Linked DNA regions of Mus musculus: region 2 is linked to region 1. A link is a contact called in public promoter capture Hi-C data. All regions are on one chromosome and are shown on one strand. Each heading gives the region's core, a stretch centred on a gene start, on an enhancer-like site or on the middle of the called end of the contact. The rest is flanking DNA. Distances are from core to core; before and after follow the strand shown.

The links. Promoter capture Hi-C pulls out the DNA fragments that hold promoters and counts their contacts.
Region 2: a promoter capture Hi-C map of pre-B cells shows a contact between it and region 1, with 2.2 times the contacts expected there. The contact joins the enhancer-like site here to the promoter of Tsr2 in region 1. A contact is called at or near these places in 3 of 39 promoter capture datasets (the 3T3-L1 cell line and pre-B cells) and 1 of 115 datasets of contacts at active chromatin or transcription factors (pro-B cells).

What each region holds. Positions count from the first base shown.
Region 1 is chrX:151,095,282-151,097,812 of GRCm38.p6, forward strand. Tsr2 (TSR2 20S rRNA accumulation) reads right to left here and starts at 1,262. Exons shown (of 5, transcript NM_001164578.1): 1 at 1,148-1,262; 2 at 884-974. The coding sequence starts at 1,231.
Region 2 is chrX:152,169,966-152,172,496 of GRCm38.p6, forward strand. All of the region lies in intron 2 of Iqsec2 (IQ motif and Sec7 domain 2), which reads left to right. Among named protein-coding and RNA genes, the nearest start is that of Iqsec2, 27 kb to the left of the region's middle. Within about 2 kb of position 1,261, at least 134 of the 459 cell types and tissues checked have an H3K27ac peak or open chromatin away from gene starts, as enhancers often do. A contact at or near this core is called in pre-B cells and pro-B cells, where this site is marked.

The DNA of each region.
Region 1 (2,531 bases), core at 12-2,511:
CTCCAGCCCCTTCTTTTATCATAAGGACAACTTGGGGATATGGAGCTTGAAACTTAGAGCAATTCCCCTGTCTCCGTCTCCCTGGTGCTAGAATCACAAACATGGCCCATATGCTAGACCTTGGATATGAATTTAATAACACTATAATATTTGCTTCTTTCATTCATTTATTCATTTGTGGTAGTATGAGTAGTGTAGAGCCTCACATGTGTGTAGTAAGCAAGCACTTCCATTGAGCTATATCTCCAAGTCTTTATATTATTTTTATTATGAGACAAGGTTGTGGTGAATCTGAACTTGAGGTCCTTTTGCATCAGGAATATGAGAGTACATGCCTGCACCACAGGGCCTGGCTGCCTTTTATTTATCAGAGGTACTGCTTTTAGTTTTGGTGGCACCAGGGTTGGAGCCCAGGGACACGAGCAGACTAGGAAAGTGCTCTACCACTGGGCTACACTCCTCACCCAACAATTTTAAAATTATATTTACTTGTGTAGGGAGAATCAGAGGACACCTTAAGCGTGTACCAGTTCTCTCCTTCCATGTTGTCCCAGCTATGAAATTCGGACTGTTATGCTTGTTGGCCTTTGTCCACGGAGCTGTCCCCCACCCCTCATCCAGCAATTTTAAGTTACAAGATATGACTCGAATAGTTCTTTTCGTCGGATCTTTCCATAACCATTTTAGAAAGTAGGAAAATGACTCTCTGGAAGGCAAAATGCGTTCTCCAGCATAATAGCATTTGAGTGTCATTGCCTCTAAGGCACTCTAAAGACACAATTCTGATCTCAAAGTCACGATTCATTCATCAAACGCGGGCTCTCTACGTCGAGGCTCTGCCACGCCACACTGCGACAGACAGCAACACCTCACATTCACTCACCATTGGCGATGAAGTAATCCTCCACTGCACCCCCTAGCCACTCGGCCTTCTCCTGGCTGTGCACGCCCCCGAAGCCATTCTCCACAGCGATCTGTGAACACAGGCCCAAGCCAACCATGACAGCATGGAAACCAGAACGGCGTGGCCTGCCGGGGCCTGGGAGTCTGCCGCTTACACCGCCCAGCCATGGCTCTGGCGCCTCGCCTGGTCAACTTCTATTTTGTCACAGCCTTAATCGTGACCCCCCGCCAGGACCTCACTTACCTGTAAAGCAGGCCAAGCCTCCAGCGCAGCTCGGACTGCAGCTCCGAAGAGCACACGCACATCTTCAGCGGCGCCCGCCATCATCCGTTTAGATCACGTGGCTCCCAGGCAGCCCAATCGCTAGGGCGACCTCACCAGGCAAAAGGAGCCAAAAGCCGATTCTCAGAACGTGGTTTAGTTTTCTGCCAATCTGGCTGGCAGCAAGACCAGAACAGTGGGAAACGCCATCAGTGGTAGATGCTACCACTTACCACAGTAAATCCTAATAATTAAAGGAGAACCTGGAGCAGAGTACTTAGGAAGCATAGCTGAAATAAAGAGGAAAGGAGAAAAGAATAGCGAGGGCGAGAAAACCTACATTTGCGAGGCTCAGCAGATAAAGGCAATTGCCTCCAAGCCTGAAGAACTGAGTTCAGTCCCTGAGCCCTACAGGATGGAACTAGAGAACCGATTTCTGCAATTTCCTCTCACCTCCACATGTGTTACACGGCATTCACAGGCGCAGGCACTCCCACACACAATAAATAAATGTAATTTTAATTTTTTAAAAATAATTATTTTATATATGTGAGTACACTGTCACTGTCTTCAGAGACACCTCAGAAGAGGGCATCGGATCCAATTGCAGATGGTTTTGAGCCACCATGTGGTTTCTGGGACTTGAACTCAGCTCAGGACCTCTAGGAAGAGCAGTCAGTGCTCTTAACCGCTGATCCATCTCTCCAGCTCCAACAATTCATTCTTGAGTCAAATATGAGTGACCATGTCCAGGATTCAGGTTGTCCAGAAAGATATTTTCTTTTGTGGAAGTGGTCAAATGACATTTTAGTAGTTACAGAACAAAGAAAGTCCTAAGTCAAAGCATTTACTAAATCTATTGATAGAGACTACAGGTAGTGGGATGAGGAAATTTCTGCTTAGGTTTCAGATACTGTCTGATGACATTCTTAGCTTTTGGATTCATAGATGCTCGCTGTTAAGTATGTATTTGAAAAGTTGTGATAACCACGAGATTTCTCGTTCAGATTCAAGGGAAGACAAGGAATTGTTTTCAATGGGATTAAAAGTAGCTCAAGGTCATTTGTCTCTCCTCTGTAACATTTTTACTCACCCCAACCACAAAGCTCCGTCATTTGGTCCTATAGAACGGTCCATACAGATGTACCTGTTCTTTTCTCTAGGAACTTCAGTTTCCACTGTGTAGCCATGTCTGGTATTGGACTCTTACCACACTCTCCTAAATTCTAGGACTAATCACACACCACCACACTTAGCACAGAATATAGATTTTTCTGAAGTTCACAAGAACATTCTCCAAGACACACCATGTAGTATTCCACACAACAGCGTTTAGTATGTTTTAAGGACTAAGGGCTGATAATGT
Region 2 (2,531 bases), core at 11-2,510, 1.1 Mb after region 1:
CCCCATCTTAAAACAGAAAAAAAAAAAATTGAAGAAGACACCTATTTTCAGGCTCTGGCCTTCACACACACACACACACACACACACACACACGCAAGCACACACACATACACACACACATGCATACATACACATGCACACACATATATACACACACATCACATATACATGTCCTTCTGTACCCACATGCATGCATACCATCTACCCACACATGCACATATACACACATGTTCACACATGCATGCACACACACAACCAATCTCATATTGTTTTAAATGAGTTCATAATTTTGCGGTTGCATCACTTATAGCTATTTTGGGGTGTAGGCGGCCTCCGAGTTGCACGAGAAGCTAAGGAAAGTAGGCTTTGTGGCACAGAAAACAGGGAGAAACTTTGGATCCAGGCTAAGGGCTCCATTTGAGGCTAGGTTGCTTTCTAGCTATTTGACTGGGCAAATTGGTTTGTCTCTTGTAAACCCCAAGTTTCTTCATCCAGTAAGCATCTGCATTCACGAGTGTGAACATACAAGGGCACATGTATGACTGGAGAAGAATTGAGTGGTGGGGAAAAATGCAGGAAGAAGACAAATAGGCCTCAGCTAGTGTAAAAAACTGAATAGCAAGGAGAGAACATGGCAGGTAGACTGCAAACTACCCATGTTGGGGCCCAGGCTTTAGGAATTCAGTACAAGAGTGTAATTAAAACTGAACAACTGACAGTGGGGCAAGGGGCCAAGATGGATACCTGGGTTTCCTGTATATGCAACAGAAATTGTCAGACCTAAAGGCACCTTAAGCAAAGTCCAGATTACAACTGGCCATACCTAAAGATCACAAAGCTATCAGCATAGCCTGCTTCCTAGCTATCTGACTTTTGCCATCACTTAAATACTCTGGTCCTTTGTTTCTCTTTTATAAAATGGTTCTGATTTCACTGAATTGAGGGAAGTTGAAGTAACCCTATGCTCAACATCAAATATCAGTGCAACCAACTGCGCTACAGCCTCCCTTAGACTAACTCGTAACTGTATGATATAGAGTCATGCTGCAAAATGTGGACAAGTTTGTTAAAAGCAATCAGACAGGAGGGGCTAGACTGATCCCATCAGCAGAAGGTAAGGGAGTTCCAGATGTCCCAGAGGAAATCATGGCTGTAAGAGGTCAGGCTGGAACTCCATGGCCCTGGGGACCAGGCTGAGGTTGCTAGGCATGCAATGATAAAAGCAAGAGGTGGCCTGTTGCTAGGGAAGGAGGGAGGGGGTAGGGGAGCCACTGACACCCTCTGAGCCAGGGACATCCCCATGGCAACAGAAGCCACTGGTGTCTGGAGAAGTGGGAGGAGGAGCAATGGCTGGCTTTGTTCCCAGAGGAGGCCTCCCACTCTGGGCCTCAGTGTCCCTATCTGTCCCACTGAAATTTTGGTTTAGGTATTTTGAAGATTCTTCCTTGTTTTGACCTCCTAGGATGACTAAAACCTTACAATCCTTCCTTGGCTCCCCCATTCACATATCTGAGATACTGTAACCATTCCCCAGAGCCGCCCCAGCTATGTCCAGGCCTCCCCTCCCATATGCTTCCTGTTCAGCTCTGCCTGGCTACCCACCCTGCCCAACTACTGCTTCCTGTGCTTGCAGCCTTTTTCACTTACTGCCTGTAACATGCTCTCTGTCTGGGAAGGGGAAGCAATTCCCATCCTGTACAGTGTGGGAAGCCTGCCCCCCATCCACCCGGACTGCTTCCTCCATCCTAAGCTTCACGGATGTCAAAGGTCTGATAACCCCCCCATTTGTGATCACTGGTGCAATTTATTGAGCTATTTCTAAGAGCTGGGCTCTCCACATGATATTTGGCAGGTACATTTATGGTGACATATTGTGATTCCCCACTTTACATAAGACTGTTGGGTAAGCTCCTGGGACTTGTCTAAGGTCTTTCTGATGCCCTGTGGTGGTCCAGGTTTAGAACTTGTCTCTGTATCATTCCTTCTGCCCTAGCCTCGGGTGCAGGTGCGATTTTTCCTCTTGAGCAGCAGCAGCCCTACCAAACGATGGCTGGATACTTTATACGTAGTCTCTAGTTTGTCTTCACTATATTCTTAAAGCCTATATATATACGTGTTATTTTACAAACCAAGATTCTAAGGCTTAGAAAGCTAAGTTAATTTGCCCTGCGGTAAAAATTAAGGTGAGAATCTAGATCATCAGATTGGTAATTACCACAGTGTTGTGAATTTAGCCTGATTACTTTCCTGAAGCATGGAAAAATTCATTTCCTGGGTTGGACAATCTGTTTTTGATGAGGGGTGACAAAGAAAGAGGTAATTGGGGGACCCCTGCCTACAGGGAGCACTAAGTCTAGGGTTGCTACGGGCAAAGATGAGTTAGTTTTAGAATGTGACAAGGTAGATGGCCAGTGTGTAAGAACAAGAGTCTGGAGGGATTGATCTGGCTTCTGATAACAAGACAGAAGGAAGGACGGAGGGGGACTGGGTAATTTTCCCAAAGGAGGAACTTTTCTGGAAGCTCCAGAGAG